2 separate regions of the Mus musculus genome follow, and region 1 is linked to region 2. The links are chromatin contacts, called in public Hi-C maps. All regions are on one chromosome and are shown on one strand. The core of a region is the stretch at or near the end of the contact, and the rest is flanking DNA. Distances in the headings are between cores, read along the strand shown. Region 1 overlaps Col5a2 (collagen, type V, alpha 2). Region 2 overlaps Col3a1 (collagen, type III, alpha 1).

Region 1 (6,096 bases), core at 799-3,298, 88 kb after region 2:
TTGGAATTTCAACTACTCAAAAAGTGACTACACCATTTTTTATAATTGATTTGCCTTGGTTTTAGATATTTAATTTGAGAGAAGATAAAGAGATAATACCTATATCCAATACAGATACATATATAGCAGATGACTGATGATAGATTATACTTATGAACAGTACATTTAATAGTTACCTATCTGTTATCTTAAGTTTAGAAAACTTCTTTGTTATACTTTTTAACCTAGTATCACCATTTTTATTATGTCACTCATTGCACTATACAATGTTTGTCTCTTTTACTAAGTGCATCCATTTATTACCTGGGGTTGTAAGCCAGAGAATCTTTTCACTCACCATATCATTTCATTTAACACAGTATAGCTTTATAGAACCATATGAAATTCAGAGGAAACTTAGGGTAGCATTATGATTTTAGTAATGCAGAAGAACGTCGCAATGGCAAGCACTGAAGGACAATTGGCACTCGGAATTACAAAGGGTTTGACTGAATTATCCCCATGCCCCACTCAATAAAAAACAGAAAATAAGGCAACTTACTCTGTGACCTTTCAAGCCAGGGAGACCAGGAGCACCAGGGAAGCCTCGAGCACCCTGAGAGAAAGGTACATAGGCACATTGTGGTCAAATAAAACAAAATGACTTAGAAAATGGACACATCATTTACAGCAACATAATAAAGGAAAGAACTGGATTTTGTCTATAAAAATGTTACTAGGGTGATGAAAACTAGAAAGACAAACACACTGTTGGAAGTGAGCACGTGACACACAAAGATAAGTGTATGGAGGGGTCTCCTTTCCATTGAGTTTCATCTGTGATAGAAGAGTAAAGGTCCTTATATGTAGTAAGCCAAGGATTTTGATTATTTTTATTGTTGTCTGAACATTAGCAATAGAATGAGTAGTATAATATAATCCTAACTTTTAAATAGTAAGTGTTCAAGACAAGCTTTGTAGAAGTGATGGCTGCTTAAAGGTAAATGAGGGGCTAAAATATCCACCAAAATAGTCAGGAAATGTGAGGGTGGCTTTGTGTTTAACTCATTCATTTCTATTTCTGCTTAACTCGGTTTCTTCTACTCAAGCCCATTAAAACACAGAATAGAGTTACAGCCATAAAGGAAACCTAGTTGTATAACTACTTTTAAACAATATTTAAGGATTTTCATATATTTTTCTTTAATGTTAAGGCCCCAGAAACTAAAACACACACATCTTCTCTGCCTGCATGAATTTAGTTTTGCATTGAATTCTCATTACTACTGCCACTGGAAGGGTCTATACCCAGATAGTACACATTGCTACTAACAAACCACTGTTAAATTTCAACTATAATTTTAAATCATCAGTAAGATCCCTAACACATAGCCTTATGCTATAAATAATCATTAGCTTGGCAACTGACTGGAGGAAAGTTTTAATGCCTCAGAAACTCATCACTTCCGCCCATCTTTTCAGAGGAACTTCTCTTGTCTCAGCATTTCCACATATGGCAGAATGGTCATTCCATTCCACACGTTATAGTCTTTATTCACTATTTACCAAATGAATGAATAAGCAACATATCAGAGCAATATTTTCTGTGACTTCTTGAAGGGTAAATATTTCTTTAGTGTTTTGAAACTAGGGCATTTAAGGGTATACTAATCGTCTCTCAGAAGAGATGAGATGCCACTAATTCTTCTGTTGACACAAGCTTCCATAGAAAATCTTTCACATCAAGAAGTCCCTTAAAGATTTTTTTATTTGTTTTTGTGTTTTGGTTTTTTCTTTTTAACTCGTACCTTCCCTCTTGCTGATGTATATTTCCCTTCACCCTGAGCAAGCAACTCAGTGTACACTCATCCAAGTCTATGTGAGAATAACTGAGATGATTATTTCAAGATAATAGTTAACTTCAGCTTTTATGGTGTGGGGGGAATTCCCATGTGATTACATACTTTAGTATAAGAAGGAAATGAACTAGATGTACTAATACTCATAAAGACTCATTCTCATTCTGCTGACCCAGGGCTGTCATCACAGCACACATGCATGCTGTTTCAGTGAGTGTGCATCTGTGCTGTGCTGGCAGAGTACTTTCCTCCCCATGGACATACACACTCTGAGTCCATGAAGAGTGCAGAAGGTCACCGAAGTTTCCAGCCTGAATTGGTCGAAAAGGACATCTCTGTCCTAGTAGCTAAACCTCATGCCTTTGTCTGCATTTATACCCAGGCTGATAGGGGAGCAAAGGAAAGAAAGCAGGAAGAGGAGGGTTTGTCTTCATAATTGAAACTAAATAATCCTTAGAGCCCTATAAATCCCAGTAAGAGATCAACATTCCTCTGTTTAAAACAAAATCCCAGCAATGAACCTCATCACTTTCCAGAAAGTAAACAGAGGGTCATGGAGTACTGGGTGGTTATAATAAGCATAGAAACATTAGGAAATTATAGGAACTAAAATGAAGAGGAGCTGAATTAAGCTGGGGGCTGTTGGGTAAGAGAAACTACACATGTTGGCAAAATAGAGGATTATTCTTGTTTCCTTTGTCTCTTATTTTCTCCATTCTAATCTAGCACACACTAAAAGAAACCAAACAAAGCAATATGAGAGTCAGACAGGCAGGTTTGAGGAATGTTCAGTGTTCTAGATCTTGAATTCTGGTGGAATCAGTTCACAGATATGTGTTTCTTGGGTGAATTGAGGAGGAATAAAACAGCTGTTAGACATCCTGGCAATAAGTGCATCTCTTCCTAAGATTTTAGGGCCCAGGATATTAATAAAGGATTTCAGGACACATTAGAACTTGGGGAGCAGCCAAAGGAGCATCCTGTCCACAGTTTAGTCCCCAGTTGATTAAAAACACACACAAGGCAACAAACTCAAGTTATTATTTCAAACAGATGAGTTGCTATACAATAAACATATTTAGAGCTCAACAAAACTCAGGTCACATTGATGTAAATAGGTCACATTGATGGCTTCTTAAAATACTTCATAAATGTGGAAATTTTGAGTTTTGGGTGTACTCATGTGTATTATAGTCATGATACAATTGTTTTGGCACTAAGGTTTTCATCTGGGGCCAATGCAATTCTGAGAACTGGAATTCATTGTAATGCTGGCAAAATGTCCCTCCACAGTTTGCATTTTGACATAACAGGATATCACTTGTGTGCCTGCATTTACCCAATGTCTAATGCATGTGTGTACAATGGGCTGGAAGTTTCACTTTCTTTAACCTTTATGGCAACATACTGATAACCATTACTTACTGGTGATCCTGAGAATCCCACTTCACCTGTATTCCCATTTCTTCCAGGTTCACCCTTAATGTGAAAGAGGGGGTGAGAGGTATAGAGAGATTAAATACTATTCTCTGAGATTACATGACAAATTACAGATGATATATCTATAGCAAGTTTTTGTGTTATGCTGCAAACTGTAAAGACAAAACCCGGGCTCTATCTCTGGTAACATTTAATCCTAGTGTTTTAAGTTATCAATGATAAGAGATGGGTGCAAAATAACCTGTTCTGATCTAACACTTTCAGAACATCAGAATTTACATGCAAAGGGCTGGGGCACAGCTCAAGGTAGAGACCCTGTCTATCATGAAAAATCCCCCAAGTTTGATTCCAGCACAGTAAAAAAGTAAAATAAAATAAGCATGTGTTCCATGTTTAAAGTAAGTCATCTTTTCAGCCTTCTAAAAGACAAAATGTTGTAGTTTTTTTTGTTTGTTTTCAAAGATAAATATCAATAAAAATCTTGGAGGACATCATAGAGATAGTATTTAATAATTTAGCACTCTCATAATAATGAGATCTTTCTAATTTTGGAAAACCTTAACCTGTGTTCTACATTTTAAAGTGGATTTAATAAGAGCTGGAGGAATGAGGAAATGAAATAGGAATCAGAACAGAATACTCTCCTGACCCTTGTAGCTCCCTGTTAGCCTCTTTCAGACTCCAAAGCAATGTGCTATAGAAACTTACATCTTCTCCGGGCTTCCCAGGTGGGCCCTCTGGTCCACGAGAACCAATTGGACCCTAAGAAATTAGAAAAAAAAAAAAAAAAAAGAAAGAAAGAAAATGCTGAGAAGAATATCTACTTCCTCCTTCCAATACTATTCAAACACTAGAAAGACAATGAAAAAATATCAAGTACCATTACTAATGTTCTGAATTTTATCTGTGTGTCTCAGATCTGGTGCACAAGAACAGAACCACTGAACTGCTCAAATCTAGTATCAATACTATCTACAACATTCATACTCTGAGTTAAAATCCACAGAACATAAGTACCATCCACAGCACAGGGCTTCCAGGATTATCATTTCTTGTTAAGTTACTAAAGCCTAGGAGAACAAATAATCTCACAATACATCATCAAGGTAGACTCATGTGCCATGGGCTGACATACTTATTCCGTATTTACCATTGGTCCAGGCTCGCCAGGCTCACCAGGAGGTCCTGCGGGTCCCACACCACCCTAAAATTGAGAACAAATGATAAATGAAGCAAAGGAAAGCAACATACCAATTTCTGTACTTTTGACAAGGTACAATATTGATATTTGTCTCTGACACTTCCCAGATACATAATTTTAATAAATTATTGACACTGAATATAATGTAATTTCATTATGAAAAATTAGACTAAGATTAAGACTTAGTTCATTGGTCTGTTTAGATAAATTTGTGTTAAAATAGACTAGTGCTACCACAGAATGGGTGCTCAGACAACAGTACTTACCATCAGAAAAGTCCATACAGATGATCATGACAATGTGATTACCTTGATTGAGGTAAAGATTTTTTTCTTTTGAAATATTATTAGCTAATACCCATTAAATCATTACACAAAGTAAAATAGTTCTACATCATAGTTTTACTGACATTTGGTAGGTGTGGAAAGGAACTACATAGTATTAGAATATTCTTCAAGCAAGATTCCACAGAATAACCACCTTGATTTTAATTTACAAGAATACTAATTTCAAGTGAACTTTTATTATCTTATTGTAAAGCCAGAGGCTTAGAAAAAAAATCAATTATGGGAACTTTATAGGACATGAAATAATGCTCTGTTATTTTAGAACCAAAGACACATAACATAACTCCTAGTGTTAGAGGTGAGTCATATAAAGAAATTAGATGATGAATATGCAGGACAAGTAAGAAACTGTGAGAGCTAGAGGACATCTCAGTGGATTAAGCATTTTCTCTGCAGGCATGGGCAGGATTAGACTGTGGGCCTCTACCACCCATGTAAAATCTGAGCAGATATAGTGGCCATTCTGTAATCCCAGTGCTTGGTAAACAGAAATGGGAACAAGGCACCTCTGGAGCAAACCACTCATCTGACTGCCTCAAGAAACAAATAACATACATGACTTCAGTCTCTGGTCTACACACACACACACACACACACAGAGAGAGAGAGAGAGAGAGAGAGAGAGAGAGAGAGAGAGAGAGAGAGAGAGAGAGAGAGAGGGAGAGAGAGAGAGAGAGAGAGAGAGAGAGAGAGAAACACACACACATTACTTTAAAAAATAAACTATGAAAAAAGAAAGCTGCATGTCCTTCTTTATCGGTAAGGATTAATTGGTAGATGCCTTTCCAGGTGAGAATTCTAAAGTTTAATGTTCTGTCTAAAGTAGTCATGAAACATGAGGCTTATTTGTGACCTTTATTTATGTTATACCATATAAATTAATTATAAAAACACTTACTTGCTGTCCTTGTAAACCCTGAGGTCCTCTTGGGCCAACAGGACCCTTAAAAACAAGTGGGAAAAAGTTATATCATATTTATGTCACATTATATTTATTCTTTTTAGATTTGTTTATTTTATTTTAGGTGTATGAGTGTTTTGCTTTTATGTTTGCCTGTGCACCACATGTGTGTCTATTGGCCTTGGATGCCATATGAGAATATTGTGCCCTTTGGAACTGGACTTATGGATAGTTGTAAGCCACCACAACAGTACTGAGAATCAAACCTGGGATTTCTGAGACATCAGGTACTCTTACCAGCTGAGCCATCTCCTCATCTCCTTAACTTACATTTTTAAAACGGTGAATGTGTTTAGAACTTGGACTGTG
Region 2 (5,868 bases), core at 34-2,533:
CTCTCTCTCATACATAATATGTGTGCATACATATGTAGTATATGGCATATATAGTATATAATATATATCATATATATATGCATAATATATTCTCATTAGTATTGTACCATCCTGATATGTCTTCTGAGTGCTTCGACTTTTTCCAACGTCTTTTCTGGGAAACACCTATAACATGGGCAGACCCATATTTACCATTGTCCTTTGTTGCTATGATTAATAATCCTTTGTTTTAACTATTGCATATAACCATAGTAATATAGCTTTAGGGAAATGAGTTTAAACAGAGCTGAAAGCTAAGCTAAGTTATTAAAAAGTGGAAAGGAAAACTTACATGTTGGAATTTGTCTCTTTAGGGTGAAGTTGGACCTGCAGGGTCCCCTGGCTCAAATGGCTCACCAGGACAAAGAGGGGAGCCTGGACCGCAGGGACATGCTGGTGCTCAAGGGCCTCCTGTAAGTAGCATATAAGAGGGAATTCAAGCTGCTAGACTTAGTCCATCCGTGCAGGTTGCTTACACTAACCACCAAGCAGGAAATAAACAAAACTAAAGTTCTCTTATTCCTTTATTTTTAATAATTTAGAACAAGTATCTATCTGACTTAATTCATATATACACATATATAGGTATATGTGTATAGGTGCTGTTGCTAGAGAAATAACATATTCTCTGCAATACATAATACCTATCAGTAAATATATTCTCTAAACAGAGAACTCCAAATCCATGTGCTCTGATAATATGCTCTCTCACCTTGTGTTCCTAGGGCCCTCCCGGGAATAACGGCAGTCCTGGTGGAAAGGGTGAAATGGTAAGTAAGCTGCCCCACCCTCAGCTCTTCCTTACACAGAAGAATTAAATATTTAAGCCAGACAGTAGAAAGGAAGGTCCACGCTTTGCTAATGAGAGTGTTTGTGTTGTTTTTAGGGTCCAGCTGGCATTCCTGGAGCCCCTGGACTAATAGGAGCAAGGGGCCCCCCTGGACCAGCAGGAACTAATGGTATACCCGGAACACGAGGTCCTTCAGTAAGTTCGTCTCTCCTTCAATGCCTGGAAGTTTATGTTTAACTCTCACAACAAAATATTGACATTCCTTTTGCTCCTTCTCCATTTAAGTTATCCAGCTCTCCCTCTAGCTCTATGACAGTATAACATCTAGCTAATTGTGATTTTGTTAGTCAAATCCTTGTTGTTTTTACATGGAGATTTCGTTTCATTTTAGGGTGAACCCGGCAAGAACGGTGCGAAGGGAGAGCCAGGAGCACGCGGTGAACGGGTCAGTATTAAGCCAACAGGACTTAGCTACTCAGACAACTGCAGAGTGATGAGAAAGTAATGAGTACGTTTCTCAACGAAATCTAGTCAAAATTCTTTATGTTGTCAGGGCGAAGCTGGTTCCCCAGGAATTCCAGGACCTAAGGGCGAAGATGGCAAAGATGGATCACCTGGAGAACCTGGTGCAAATGGGCTTCCAGGAGCCGCAGGAGAAAGGGTAGGTTTCCATTTTTACCTGTTTCACTATTCATTGGGACACAGTAACCTTTGATTTTTTTTGTGTTTGTTTGTTTGTTTGTGTGTTTGTTGAGACAGGGTCTTACTTATAAACTAGGTTGCCTTGACCTTTACTCTGTGGCTAAGGCTGGTCTCAAAGTCATGGCAATCCTCCTACCTCATCTGCCCCTGCTACTTAGATTAGAGGTATGAACCTCCACAACAGTTTAAGACACAAGGAAAGCCTGTAATGGTGAATTGTTTTTACACAATGACTCACTGAAGACTGGCCCCAAATTTAGAGATTCTCCTAACTCTGTCTCTCAAAAGATTAAACAAGCGATATAAATTGTGAACCACCCGCCCTTCTGTCCAGTGTTTTTCTTGGCATGTTTAGCTTAAACTTAAAATCTGAGTGCTTATTTCTGTTTTGTTTGTACATTTTGTTGATTGGTTTTCCTGTGATTCAGGATATTTCACTGTTTAGGAGTTTTGGTTTTGTTTTTTGTTTTATTTTCTCAGTGCTAGGAACTGACCCCATGATGTGTTTTGTGGCAATGCTCTACCACTAAATTAATTCCCACATTCTGTAATACTTAGTAATACAAGAATACTATATTATACTTAGAACTTAGTAATACAAGAATAACTATATTGCAACCTATGAAGTATGAATAGGTTTTAATCTTTTAAACTGAAATATTTAACTGTGATTGTTTCTAGGGTCCTAGTGGCTTCCGAGGACCTGCAGGGCCAAATGGCATCCCAGGAGAAAAGGTAAATACTTCAGCTCCTAAAATCCATTACTACAAATAGGTATTTCTTTCATATGTTATACCACTAATGGGAGAATAAATATCTGAAGGACATGTAACCGGATAATAAAACACAAACCATCACCATGTGACTCTAGCCCCTACTTTGATACTTTCATGGCTATCTGACAAACTAAATCTACTTCATGCATGTCATGTCCTGAGTGAGAAGTCACTAACCTCAGGGTCACTGCAAGAATTATAGAAATCATCTGCACATATGGAGGAAGCTCCAAAGGAACTTCTAATCATTAAATTTCCTTAATTAAGTGTAAAAAGTAGTTACTTCCAATTAATAATGTTGGTTATAAGCATGGAAAATTCATCATAGTTGCCCAATTTTTCTTCAAGATGAAAACCAAACTAAAACAGATGATTTTTATAGATCAGAATACAGCAACACAAAACTGTCCTTGAGAGGCCAAAAACTCCAACAGTTATAGATTAAGTATTGTCAATGTCTATGTTAATCAAAAATCTTTATGACTTGTTATCTCACAACTTAGGGTCCTCCCGGAGAGCGTGGTGGCCCAGGTCCTGCAGGACCCAGAGGAGTAGCTGGAGAACCTGGCCGAGATGGAACCCCTGGAGGTCCAGGGATACGGGTAAGGAGACACATTTGTTTGACTAATGCTGTAAACTGGTAAGAAGAAAGACAATACAAATAATGAGAGGCTAAAGACAACTTCACAAGATGATACCTTTCAAAAGTCTCAAAGTAAACAAACCAAATTCCTTATTTAAAAAAAACAAACAAATAAACAACCATGGGTCAAGACAGATTAAGGAAGAGAATAAAACTAAATATTTGACTAGGATCAGTTTTTAAGCAGAAAATAGGGAGTACATTTGCAAGGATACATATAAACACGTAAATCTCAAAGTTGTACATGTTAACTATGTTGTACTTTTACATTTTAAGTCACATGACTGCTATACTTCTCATTTAGGGTATGCCCGGAAGTCCAGGTGGACCAGGCAATGATGGAAAACCAGGACCTCCTGTATGTACAATTATGATGTCTTGTTTTACTAACCCAGTAAAAAAAAATGAAATGCATACATTGGATAGATTTGAGTGTGTGTATATGTATGTGTATTATAATTAGATTATTTGTTCATCAAGTCCTGATTATGGCAAGTGTTTTTCTTACTAGGGAAGTCAAGGAGAAAGTGGTCGCCCTGGTCCCCCTGGCCCATCTGGTCCCAGAGGTCAGCCTGGTGTCATGGGTTTCCCTGGTCCTAAAGGAAATGATGTAAGTTCTATAATTACTTTCTTCAATAAATATTTGACAGATTGATGGCCTTTGACCTCTATATGAAAATGCAAAATCACCTAATACCTAGCCTATCATTTAAACATGAAAGAATGTGTGACAATTGAGCAGCATGTATGAATAGAGACAAATATATAGTTGGCAATGGGTGTATGTATGTGTGTGTGTGTGGCTTTGCATGTGTAGCAGGATCAAAAAATGGGGTTTGGACTTTTATTAGTGAATTACTTTTTGAGTATCTAAACCCTTGCTTTTTTCTTTAGGGTGCCCCTGGCAAGAATGGAGAACGGGGTGGCCCTGGAGGACCTGGCCTTCCAGTATGTAGCTTTGGTTTATTTCTGGCTTTCTAATCATTTCAGCCATCTTCAGCCTCAATACTTCCTTGTTATATGTGTTAATTCTGTTTCCCTGACTGTCACTTTTGTAGGGTCCTGCTGGAAAGAATGGGGAGACTGGACCTCAGGGTCCCCCAGGACCTACTGTAAGTTTTCATATAATTAAGATAGAGGTAGGGTAGAGATATAACAAAGTCAATAATTTAGAATGTATGTTATCTCTACCACTGTGCCATAATATTTCACCAAGCAGTTACTAGACTTTCTTATTTTATTATCAAGTTAAATGTTGGCATTAATTATATGTTGTATTAATGTGCTTGAATATCTTCTATAGATCAAGATTTCCCTACTCTTAACATTTTTGCCTTTTAAAGTAAGCAATAGGCCTACTGAGAGGTGGACTATAGACTAACTAGGAATGACAATTTTACAATGGAGTGTATAATTGTGCTTCTGAACCTAGGGCCCAGCTGGTGACAAGGGAGATTCTGGACCCCCTGGTCCACAAGGATTACAAGTAAGAGTTTGTTCTTCAAATGTTATTAGTTTTTAACAGACAATTCCATATTTCCTTTTTGTACCTATTTTTATTACATAAATATACGTCAAAATTTTGTGAGCAGGCTACATGTTCATCTGAAACTTAATTTTTAAGTTTTTCTTCCATCCTGAAATATAGCATTAATAGTAGTTTTCTTCTATTGGTATTCTAGAATGCACATATTCATTTATTAAAAATGAGTTGAACTCAAAGAGTTCTATATGCACATACTTTTCTCTATTATAGTGAAAACTCCACATAGCTAAATTAATCTATCTTTATCTCTTAGTTCATCTGTATATATATAGAAAACAAAAAATATAGATGTGAGCACAGGTTTCTAATATGTAACTATCCTCTATCTGTCACTGGTTAATGAATGAGGCAAACATTTTGTACCTTAAAATTATGAAAATTACGTCATTAACTACCTGGAAAATACATTTATATATAAAAAGCTTTCACATAGCTGTGTTTGAAGTGATCACACACAATGTAATTTTGTTGATTTGTAGGGCATACCTGGTACCGGTGGTCCTCCAGGAGAAAATGGGAAACCAGGTGAACCAGTAAGTTGAATCTTATTTTAAAGAGGCTATGCCAGTGCCTGGCAAATACAGAAGTGGGTGCTTATAGTCATCTATTGGATGGAATACAGGGCCCCTAATGGAGGAGCTAGAGAAAGTACCCAAAGAACTGAAGGGGTCTGAAACCCTATAGGTGGAGCAACAATATCAACTAACCAGTACCCCCAGAGCTCATGTCTCTAGCTGCATATGTAGCAAAAGATGGCCTAGTCGGCCATCATTGGGAAGAGTGGCCCCTTGGTTTTGAAAACTTTATATGCCCCAATACAGGGGAACATCAGGGCCATGAAGTGGGAGTGGGTTGGTAGGGGAGCAGGGCAGGGGAGGGTACAGGGGACTTTTGGGATAGCACTTGAAATGTAAATGAAGAAAATATCTAATAAAAAAATTGGAAAAACATAGCAACTAAGTGAAAAATATCAAAATTCATTTATCTATTATTAGCTTTGTATGTTCTAATAGCTAAGTTTTTATTGTGTAGATCAATCGGTACAGTGATTGCTAGCATGCATGAAACACTTGGTGAGGCCTCTAGCACAGTATAAACCAAATGTCGGCCTGTCTTCTCAGTCTCTTTGGGGAGGAAGGCAGCAGCATTATCGGAAGTTCAAGATCACCCTTGGCTGAATGTGTCTGAGGTGCATGAGACCCTGTCACAGAAATAACAACCAAGCAAACATGAGTTACTCATAATGCCACTTACAAAACGTTTATATTTTATATAAAAGAACAGAATTAAGATGCATAGCTTCATAATTTAAACAATTGCACAATATAGAGGCATGACAGACGTCAATGTTGTTTATACCTGTGCAGTGCAT

The links. A called contact is a pair of places that touch in the nucleus more often than the background predicts.
Region 1: a Hi-C map of uterus shows a contact between it and region 2, with 4 times the contacts expected there. The contact joins two enhancer-like sites. A contact is called at or near these places in 1 of 15 datasets of contacts at CTCF or cohesin (the NIH/3T3 cell line), 5 of 484 Hi-C or Micro-C datasets (the HL-1 cell line, embryonic stem cells, nephron progenitors and 2 more) and 2 of 9 other capture datasets (adipose tissue and liver).

Annotation. Positions count from the first base shown.
Region 1 is chr1:45,417,958-45,424,053 of GRCm38.p6, forward strand. Col5a2 (collagen, type V, alpha 2) reads right to left here. Exons shown (of 54, transcript NM_007737.2): 9 at 5,725-5,769; 10 at 4,429-4,482; 11 at 3,987-4,040; 12 at 3,264-3,317; 13 at 542-595. Among named protein-coding and RNA genes, the nearest start is that of Col5a2, 82 kb to the right of the region's middle. Within about 2 kb of position 2,049, at least 14 of the 459 cell types and tissues checked have an H3K27ac peak or open chromatin away from gene starts, as enhancers often do. A contact at or near this core is called in uterus, where this site is marked.
Region 2 is chr1:45,330,753-45,336,620 of GRCm38.p6, forward strand. Col3a1 (collagen, type III, alpha 1) reads left to right here. Exons shown (of 51, transcript NM_009930.2): 16 at 354-452; 17 at 765-809; 18 at 926-1,024; 19 at 1,221-1,274; 20 at 1,383-1,490; 21 at 2,213-2,266; 22 at 2,811-2,909; 23 at 3,255-3,308; 24 at 3,462-3,560; 25 at 3,845-3,898; 26 at 4,009-4,062; 27 at 4,383-4,436; 28 at 4,976-5,029. Among named protein-coding and RNA genes, the nearest start is that of Col3a1, 22 kb to the left of the region's middle. Within about 2 kb of position 1,284, at least 5 of the 459 cell types and tissues checked have an H3K27ac peak or open chromatin away from gene starts, as enhancers often do. A contact at or near this core is called in uterus, where this site is marked.